Linked DNA regions of Mus musculus: region 1 is linked to region 2. Evidence: chromatin contacts called from public Hi-C data. All regions are on one chromosome and are shown on one strand. The core of a region is the stretch at or near the end of the contact, and the rest is flanking DNA. Distances in the headings are between cores, read along the strand shown. Region 1 overlaps Cadps2 (Ca2+-dependent activator protein for secretion 2). Region 2 overlaps Cadps2 (Ca2+-dependent activator protein for secretion 2).

The links. A called contact is a pair of places that touch in the nucleus more often than the background predicts.
Region 1: a contact with region 2 is called in a Hi-C map of olfactory sensory neurons, with 2.7 times the contacts expected there. The contact joins two enhancer-like sites. A contact is called at or near these places in 3 of 484 Hi-C or Micro-C datasets (embryonic stem cells, nephron progenitors and olfactory sensory neurons) and 2 of 9 other capture datasets (adipose tissue and embryonic stem cells).

The regions. Positions count from the first base shown.
Region 1 is chr6:23,380,889-23,386,377 of GRCm38.p6, forward strand. It overlaps Cadps2 (Ca2+-dependent activator protein for secretion 2), which reads right to left. Exons shown (of 30, transcript NM_153163.4): 15 at 4,579-4,642; 16 at 1,993-2,116; 17 at 169-189. Among named protein-coding and RNA genes, the nearest start is that of Fezf1, 140 kb to the left of the region's middle. Within about 2 kb of position 1,968, at least 22 of the 459 cell types and tissues checked have an H3K27ac peak or open chromatin away from gene starts, as enhancers often do. A contact at or near this core is called in olfactory sensory neurons, where this site is marked.
Region 2 is chr6:23,302,037-23,307,120 of GRCm38.p6, forward strand. It overlaps Cadps2 (Ca2+-dependent activator protein for secretion 2), which reads right to left. Exons shown (of 30, transcript NM_153163.4): 26 at 395-478; 27 at 258-290. Among named protein-coding and RNA genes, the nearest start is that of Fezf1, 56 kb to the left of the region's middle. Within about 2 kb of position 2,420, at least 2 of the 459 cell types and tissues checked have an H3K27ac peak or open chromatin away from gene starts, as enhancers often do. A contact at or near this core is called in olfactory sensory neurons, where this site is marked.

The sequences.
Region 1 (5,489 bases), core at 718-3,217, 78 kb after region 2:
GTGGTGGACAGGCTTAAAGTATAAATTGTGAATAGTCCCATGGCCGAATTTTTATATACATTAAATATATGCTTTTTTTAATGACAGCTGAACTTCAAAGAAATATTTCTAAAATATCATATACCACCACATTTGAAATAATGGCGCGTGCATGCAGAGACATATTACCTGTTTCCTTTTCTGCGGGCCCTAAAACATAAGAAAAGAGAATTTAAGGCCAAGCAAGCAAAGAAAACTAGCCCATCTTTCTTTTCTTCTTTTTACAAATGAAAATCAGAATAGGAAGGGTAGAAGCAGAAATTGAAAAAGCATGCAAGTTTTTACTCAGTGGATGAGCAATGTTTTTTGTTTTTGAGGTAAGGCAGCGTGGCAGTAATTCGGCAGATTACTTTTCTAGAATATTGTCTCATTAGACTCCAGGAAAGGAGAACACGGGAGGGTCCCTACTTTCTCTCCACTTGGTTTTAGGACAAACATCTCCATGTATGGATCAAAGAAGATCCTCTGTGTCCTTCCCAGTGGGCGCTACAACCATAAAGCACTGAGCTAACCTGTGAATGGGAGCCTGCCATCCATCTCAGAGTTCTCGCAGAGCAGCAAAGCATTGCCAGAGGAGCTCAGAAAGACAAAGTTCTGTCTGCACATTTTAAACTGGAAATATATTCGTACAAAAGGTATTATAATGCCTAAAGATCCCCACACACTTTCCTCTGAGATACTTGAACTGTTTTAATGTCGGTTCATGGATAAGCTCTTTCAATCACATTTGGAACCCTCAACACTCCCCAACACGAAAGCTACGTGGACCGAGTATTCACAAATGAAAACCAAAGTGTTCATCTTCCACTTCCTTCAAACGACCGAGTGTTCACTGCGTTTGCTTTAACACAACATGATATCATAATTAATGATGTTAAGCTGGTAACTAAGGAGGTTTCATGTTGTTACTCTCTTGATATAATATTGGTTGCTATGGTGATGAGATGGCTTTTTTGTTAATCACTCAGGAGGTTGGTTATCACATGCTTGTTAGAGAGCTTGTCCAGATTTGGAGATAAAAAAAGGGAAGACAACATTTCTCTTTTCCACTGGCTGAATATTTATAAAATTATTGTAATACCAATTAATTATAAATTAACTGTCCACTAAGCACAATCTAAAAATACTAAAAGTGACTGATCTTTGTCTACAGGATGGCTTCCCTCTTATTTTAAGATATAAATATTTAACAAAACACAAACTTTTCCTTTCTTTCTGGTAATGACCCCTGTGTGATGTATGTCAGCTTCATGACAATTCGAACAAATAACTTAAAATCTTTCCCGATACTTTGAAGTCAACCAGTTCAAAAGCCTGAAATATCAAAGCTGATCTTGTGACTCAGCTGTACCTTCCCATCTACTTATCTCTAAACATTTAAAATATCAGTGTCCTTAATGAATAAAGCTCGAAGAAAGAGAGAAAGTGCACAGTCCTCTCAAGAGGTCTAATCTTTCAAATGCATCAATATAGAGCCAGCAATTAACAGCGGCAGGAAGTTCTCCCCGCTTACTCCAGCCCACATAACAATCAACAAGTTTCTTCCACCACCGAGTGACAGTGCAGATCAGAAAATAAAATTACATAATGCTACACTGACACCAATCAGCAAAGCATCCACAGCCCATAGTTTAAATGTTAGACATACTTACAGTAATGTCAAAAAAATACAACCCATGAAAACACCTTTTGGTTTCTCGAAAACTCAAAATAAGAACAAAGGACAACTTAAGCATGGATCCTGGGTCTTTCATTCAAGCCGAGTCCCAGGAGGCATATTAAAGCGATGAATAGGAAAAAGCGCTTCAGTTCGCCAGCTGAGATTTTAATGAGACATTTCCCTTTGCCTCGGCACAGGATTGTTCAGGGAAGGAAAGGACTTCTCATAGAAAATTCAGTTAATAGGCATTGTCGGCTCTCACAGCCACTTCAGCAATTGCTCAGGGCACTGACCTTCTATTTTGGCATATTCTGTGAGCCTAGTGTAATTGATCAAGGCAGCTTTCTCCAGACATTTTCTGACCACTTTCTTCACCTCCTCCGCAGGGATAGGAGTGGCAATGTCTTTCATTAAAACCTACAGAGAGGAGAGAGAAGCAGGGTGGGTGGGAAAAGGAGAGAGGAGAGACATTGCATAAAATACATTCTAAAAACAAATTACACAAATTGCCCCAGCCCTGAGTGTTCCTGGGAAGGGGGAGGGGCCTTCTGTAACTTGTGGGAAGTAATGAGTCTGCACTTCACAACTGGGACCTAATCCTTCAGCATTGGTTCCTCCTGTCTAAGCCTCATTTGTGAACATCAAAACCTCCCATAGGCCAGGTCCCCAGGATTCAGGGTGACAGTCACTTCTCCTCCAGGGATCCACGACACCATTAGAGCAGCTGTTTCAGATCAGGATTACAGCCCTTGGCATAAGTGATAAACAAAGTTTGTCTTGTATAGCCCTCAGGTAAGAGCCCCAGGTCTTCTGAGTTATATGTGGAAAAATCGTAGGAAACAATTCTAGCACGGATGGGCATAATTCTGGAGCAGTGTAAAGATTACAAATGAGACATTATTAATTGTGACCTGCTGCGGACAGGGTGCTGCAGTATGAAAAGAGGAAGGGGCGTCTTCGCCTTCGTGGAACAAGTGCTTTATGTGAGATCAAGCTCTTGACATGGGGACATTTCCTTCAGTTTCAGATTAAAATGAAGGTTTTTCTCTGCTGGGTCCCTAAAATGTATTCTTGGACAGTTTTCCTTACCATGTTTTTTTGTTAACAAGGAGCCAATAGTTATATAAACAAATTCAAAAGGTAACTTTAAACGTGTTCTAACAATACATTAATACTTTTCATTACAACTCCTATTGTAAATTGTGAGTCATTGTTAGGCAGACTATTTTCTCATGTGTTTAATGTAATTGTTATGCTTTGTTTATATTCAAACAATGATACATATGAGAAAAGTGTAATAAAGGTGATTTTTTAAAGTGTAGTACGTATTCTACTAATCTCTTAAATTGCAATAAGCACTAAAGAACCTGGAAATACCCATGGAAACTTTAGTATTTTAATCTCTTTTTACCAATCTTTGAGCACTCTTGAATTGGTTCCAGTATGCAAGCATCAATAACCCCTGACAGCATTTTCAAATGTATTTAGGCAAGCTTTTCTTTCTTGAAGTCAGCTACCTTTATCATTTATCAGGTCTTTTATTATCAATTTCAATTGTGACATATATTTGGTACTTCAGAAATAGAAAGTAGATACTTTGTAGCCTGAAAACAAAAACAAAAACAAAAACAAAAAACAAAAAACCTGTGCAAAGTCCAGGTTATATGCTTATACATGTTTGTATAAGCATAGAATATAAATTATTATATTTAATGAGACCTTTGCCAAAATTTACCATCAAGATGCTGCTGTTGCATATATAGGCTTATGAATTTTACTTAAGCTTCTCACACTGAGAGACTTCAAATAGTAGAAAGAGTAGCAAGAAATGTATAGAATATATATGTATGCCCCAGAGGTGAAGCTAGGATTTAGATATTATTTCATATTCTCTAGGAACTAAATCCTGGTTTCTGTCTATGCATTTCGGCATCCGCTGAGGTTCTTCCAAAGCATTAAAGGTGTTAAAAATTCACTTACAGATTTTATTTTGCTTTTGAAAGTTGCTAGTAAGTCAAGAGAGATTTTTTTGAAAAATAAAGAAATGGCTCGTAGCATTTCTGTTTCAGTTCGGTAGAAGATGTGATTAGTGACTATAACTAGAAAGGGTCGCTATCACCCTGCCACCTGTCACGGGGCATGTCTGGATCACTACCCCCTCCCTGCCGGGAAGGAGAAGCAGACTCTGCCATGGAAACCAGGACTCAGAGAGGTTGTGTGAGGTACTCAAGATGGATTGCAGTTACAGAAAGTAAAGCAACTTTAAGAACTGACTTATTTGTAATTGCCTTAAGGAATAGAAGAGAATAAACACTTTAAAAAGCCAAAGCTATGCACAGCATTTAACAACATAAAAACTCGAATAAAGCATGTGACGATGCATCAGATGTGGAGCTTGAAACGAATGGAAAGTAACGACATAGCTGTCATTTTACATGACGATGCTAACATGCATGAGGGCTAAAAGTGCTGGAAAAACCAGTGACTCTGAGAGGACCATAACACGCAAGTGTGCAGTGGCCTAGAAAACAGAAACAACTAAAAAACAAAACAAAACAAAACAAACAAAATACAAACAACAAAATATCTCATGAGATGTGTGTGTGTGTGTGTGTGTGTGTGTGTGTGTGTGTGTATGTGAGATGCAGAGATTGATATCATTAAAAGGCAATGATAGCTCAGTATTGGGATAGGGTGGTGGAAGACAGGCTTCCATAGAGGAAGAAAGTAGTAGGGAGAAGTGAGAAAATTAGTAAGGTAAGTTATGGGAGTCGTGGTGTGGGCATGGCAACAAGTTCTAACTCAAAGACTCTCATAGTTTAACAGCTGGAACCCAGCCCCCAAGAACTCGAGGAACATCTATAAACCCTCATACATACCCTTTCAAGTAAGGAGAGCGTAGCTTTTAGGGCACCCTCAGGTCGTCCGAAGGGAAAGCAGTATCTTTAAAGACAAAAAGAGGGACAGAAATATGAAACATTTAATATTAACCCAAGAGCTAAAGGTTGACACTTTCAATTGCTCGGCGTTAGTGGAGAACCTTGAAGACAAGTTAAAATATCTAGTCTTCTTGGACATAATTTTAACCATTAAATTTTACCAAGGGTACGATTTCAAGGTCTTGAACTAGCAACTATGATTAAAATGATTCTCAAGTCTTCATTATACATGCGCTAAAAGAATAGACATTAAGGAAGACACCCCAGGGTCATTGTAGAGAGGTTTATTGTATAACACCTAAAAATGTTGTTTAAGGTTTGGTATTTTTCTCCTACCTGATGGCATTAGTATGTGGGGGAAGAAGGGATCTACCATTGCTGAACTTCTAAGATGGACAAAGTTACTCCCCCAATTTAGGGACACTACACAGCAACCATGGTGTTTAACTCTTTCACGTCTCGGGAACATGCAAACCCTGTGCCGAGTTTCCTCAGGAAGAGTCAAGATCCCAACTGTTTCTTCTCTGATGGATCCTAACTGCAAAGTAACAAGTGGAAGCCATGTAATAGGGAATGTTCTGAAACTGAGGCTCAGGGACAGAGTGGACTCCTTCTAAGGTCAGCGGCCACAGGATGGTTAATAGGTGGGTCTCCCCCCCCCCCCCCCCCTTACATTAATGTCCATGTGAAGCGTGCTGAGAATCAGAACTGATAAGTTCTTCTGGCGCCACAGGCTTTATTGATCCAGATTCAGCAAAGACCCCACTACCCCTCTGAGGCTGTAGCTCCCTCCCCAGGACCCAGACTGCAGGCACCAAGTGGTCATCCTTATGCCGCTACCCCTGTAATTT
Region 2 (5,084 bases), core at 1,170-3,669:
TGAGGGTTAGTGTTTGTTTAATGAAAGGAGATGGTACTGGTTTAGAGAACTGAAGACAACTGAAGCCAATTCATAATTATGAGGGGCTCGGGGAGAGAAGGGGATGGATGGATAGATGGATGGGAGGATGGATGGATGGATGGATGGATGGATGGATGGAAGGATGCATGGATGGATGGATGGATGGATGGGAGGATGGATGGATGAATGGATGGATGGATGGGAGGGGAGAGGAAAACAGATTTAAAATTACTTACAGGGACATCCACATATTTTGCAGCTGCTTTCACCTTAAATGGGAAAGAAAAGAATAATTATGAGAATTTTCAACTCGTATGCAAGTGCTGTGGTAATTGTTAAAAGACAGCACGAGGGATCTCACTGAGATACTTACAGTGAAGGACAGGATGGATGAGAAGAAAGTGCCTTCGTCATACCTCGACAACTTCGAAAGCACCCCTTCCAACACTGAAACAAACTGCAATGGAGTTCATGGTGAGTGTGAGAATCTAGTCTATGAGCAGGGAGGACAATTTGTACACCAACTTTTTCTAACACACACACACACACACACACACACACACACACACACGTTTGCCACCCATGGATTGGGAGTCAGTTACCCATATATGTGGCCCAAGAAAGTCCTTCAATATGAATGGCCAAAAGGAGCCAAAAGGGTGGACACCCCTGATTTAAACCATAAATAAGAACTGCTTTCAACTTTAATACAGACACTTATAAATAGTGATAACTAAACTTAATCAAAACCCATCCTGTACGACTTGTGCAGCGATCAACTTTTTCTACACACACAGAGGAGACTGACCTGCGAAGACTGAGCAGTAGAAGAGAGATGTGACATTAAGGGCTTTTATAACATTAGAACAAATCTGGCATTCTTTAATAAACACTTATTAAATTTCCCTGTCTCTCTAGGTCAGTCCAGTGCAGACATCACCTCTTCTACTAGTTATGTGCGGATGTTGGAGAGCGGGAGGAGAAGGATTGGGATCCAAATTGCTCCAGAGAAATTTCACATTTCTAAAACTTTTCTTTTTCCTCTCCATTCCTTCTTTTCCTCCTCCCCTTCTTCCTCTTCAAAACCCTTCCTTCTCTATCCTTCCCCCTCTCTCTTCTCTGTTTTTGTCACAGGGTGTTCCATTCTGGCCTTGAACTTCCTATGTCTTCAAGAATGACCCTTAACATCTGATTCTCCTGTTTTTCCCTTTTTGAATGTTGGGATTATAGGCATGCACCACCATGCCCATGTTATTTGATGTTTAGGATCTAAAACAGGCTTTGTGCATGATAGGCAAGCAAGCATTCTACCAATCTGAGTTACATCCCTAGCCTGTCCCACCTCCCATCACACACACATAAAATAAATAAATGAATCATACACATTTATATGTATGTATATGTATAACATATACACTTATACATACATATATTCATTGTTGGTATGTGTGTGGATATGTCACATATGTGTATGGAGGTCAGAAGACAACTTGTGGGAGTCTGTTCGCTCCATTTAATACATGGGTCTCACTCAGGAATTTAACTGAGGACATCCTGCTTGGCTGCAAGCTCCCTATCTGGCCAGTTTTATATTTCTATAATATAAAAAGAGTATTCAGCAACATAAAACTGTAAAATCTTATTCTGTTGACTAGAAGCTTATCTGACATGAAGATTGGTGGAAAAGATAAAGTAATAAGAACATATCACCCTGCTTCTTTCCTCTGTATATCTAAAATAATATGCACTATTGACAAATTACATACTCCCAAAGGGAAAATATTGACAAGGTTTTTTAAATACGAAAAGGGAAATTAACGAAGGCTGGTTTTTGTTCACATAGCAGCTTCTGCAACAAAGTGATAATAGTTCCAGGGACATGGCTTATTAGTCTCTGGTGACCGCAGAACTCACGCTGAGTGCACAGGAGAAAATGTTTTCTCTATGGCTGATCAATTACTGCAAAATAGTTTATGCAAAAGAAACGAAAACTTCCCTATAGGCTTCTTCACCACATCATTTGTGACATGATGTAAGGATGCAGAAACACGATCTTGGGAACTGCAGCGCAAAGGTGCACTTCTCAGAGAGAACTGTATCGAGTTGGGGAGCTATCGTGAGGGTTCGACAGTGAAATCTACAAACTTGCAAATGACTCAGGACCCAGAGTCTACTTACTACTTTCTTCCTGCCCATTAAGAGTTCTTATCAAACAGGACCGACTGCCAAGCTTAACCTATTGTGGTTTGCTGAGCCCCGGAAGCCCCAGAAGCCCAATCCTCCAGGGCTCTGTCAGACGACGGGAAGGGAATTCCAGACTTAATGGCCCTCTGTGGAAAATGCCTCATCTCTTACAGCTCAAATCTTGAGAGCAAGTGTTTGCCAGGTGATCTCATTTGCCACGAGGCGAGACAACTACTATGGTTACCGACAACCAGAGGCATCAAAGGCACAACACCTGGTCCTTGCTGTGTGCGTAGTCACTTTGTTCACACAGGCGGACAATGCTAAGGGTAAGGCAAAGTAGAGGCAAACCTTCTACCGATGGATGTAGACGATGAGGAGTCTAGTTGTACCCCTGCTGCTGTCTGCATACTGGGTAATTTTGCTCCTCTTGCCTCACGGGGAAGATGAAGTTTCTCACTGACCTGACAAGGATGGCACTAAGAACTGTGAAGATCACTAATATGAAAAGATTAAAATTAGAAAATATTAAAAAGAATATTTTTGGTTTGTTTTTCAAGACAGGGTCTTTCTATGTAGCTCTGGATGCTCTGGAACGCATTCTGTAGACCAGGCTGGTCCTCAGACTCACAGACATCTACCTGCCTCTTCCCCCCACGTGCTGGGATTAAAGGTGTGCACCATTATGCCTGATGAATAGGAAGAATTATTGTGACTGGTGTGATTAATTAAATTTTAGTCATGGGTTTTCTGAATAACTAAATATGTTGAGTTAGGTAGGACTGTTTAGGACAAGGAATAATAATGAGTTTGGCTCATAGACAAATAGGTGTGAGTCAATGAACTGTATGTGGGTGTCCATAATGGTAGAGTGGAATTGAGGCTGTTAGACCTCTTGGATCCTGCCTGCTTTGAACACATTAGGTGGCTAGCATGGGAGAAAAGCTTGGAAGATAAGTGGTCTGCCAATGAGCCCATGTTCTTCACCATCATGCCACAGAGCTGAGAGACTCGAGACGATTCGTTGCAACCTGTGTCCAAGCACCTAGGAAGTGTTTGCTGAATGGCATTTCTGTTAGAATGATCATTAAATCCCTAAGACAGAAAAGACAATCATGAACGAGAGCTAGGCTTTTCTTCTCAGGAGTATACAAAGTTGTGGAAGGAAAGGGCACGAATGTGAACATGACATGAACCAGATGTGGCTGATATAGGGGACACACAGTATATAAAGACAGGAGGAGGGAAAGACTCATCTTGAAGGACTCATAGTTCAAAATAAAAAAGGCAGATAACTCTCTGGTGCAAGGTTTGGACAGTGGAAATGTCACTGACCCTCAGGACGCCTCTTGGGTGGGAGTTGAGGAAAGAAGCTTTTCTACTGGGGCTCCTGGTAGCCTGTCTTGTCTCTGGATGTACAGCATTGCTGGACTATAGCAGAGTAAATCCCATGTGTGGGCCGCAGCCCTGCCACATACAGTTAGTTCTCTTTGCCTTGACTTCAACAATAGTAGAAAGCCTCTGTTTGGGTTCCTCTCTGTCCCAAATGGTCCCCAGGGAGGCACAAACACAGGAGAGACTCTAAGGGCTTACAGAGATTGCACCCCTGGGACCAACTAAGTGAGACCCACAGTTCCTACAGGAAGGTTTTCTTTGTAGGATTGGTGTGGAAGCCCACATGGTGGAACAGCTATCTTCCAAGCCAGACTTTATTAAAATCAAGATTAGTAACAGCGTATTTCTCCATTTGGCTCTTAATTGCACAAAACAGCAAGAATCCGAAGAGATCCTGTTAAATACGGAGCTTCCTTGCTGCATCTTTAACTGTTTCCTGTGAACTTTCTCCATACAGCTCTGGGAGACTATAAATACTTATGGCTTTGCCTTGTGCTTTCTGCTCTCCTGTGGGTGTTGGGTTGGAATGAAACCCTGCAATTTCTTTGTTTCCCTGTTCTTTATTGTGGATGTCATGCACTGGGTTTGTTTGAGTAACACTTAGCACTCAGAGTCTGTCTGGGTAATTACTGCCTTTGCCTCATGATACATACTCCCTAGGAAATGCAAGACAAAAGCACTCTGAAATGACTGTTGGAGCAGAACGAGGAGTGCTGTAAGACACGATGGTTTAAATATCCTGTTGAAGTTTAAGAAGATATAAGATTCACTGTGCCGGGCGTGGTGGCGCACGCCTTTAATCCCAGCACTCAGGAGGCAGAGGCAGGTGGATTTCTGAGTTCGAGGCCAGCCTGGTCTACAGAGTGAGTTTCCAGGACAGCCAGGACTATACAGAGAAACCCTGTCTTGAAAAACAAAACAACAACAAAAACAAAAAAGATTTATTGCAATGGGCTGCATGATTCATATATTCATAGTAGGTTATAAAACCCATGAATCTTGAGAAGTGATGAGGTCTATAGGTTGCTGGGTTCTTCACATGGTTACTGCTTTTCCAGCCGTGAAGTAAACAAATGAGGGATGCATTCTGTACACAGCACATTTTTAAAATGACCATAGAAAGTACAGCCATTCGTAGGAAGAGTGATCTTGAAAACAACGCATGCTATTCTAGACAAAAGCAAGTGAGATTAGGGTGTCAATTAGCAGAAGTTTAGCTGTTACAATCAGGGCTAACTAGTATTAAAATTTCACATGCAACCAGATAATCAGAGCCTGAAAGAAAATTGGCTTTCTTCCTTAAATAGAATGTCACTAATATGATGGTTCATTTTCTCTTCTCTCTCTGGAACTGTGAATCAGGTCCTGGTAGCTTTGTTCTGACTCTGAAAACATCTTTCCGGATCACAGACATCTGTGAGAAGGATGGCTAGTTTTTGACAGTACTTATTTTTAAAATACCGTGTCCTGCAAGCATCCAAAAC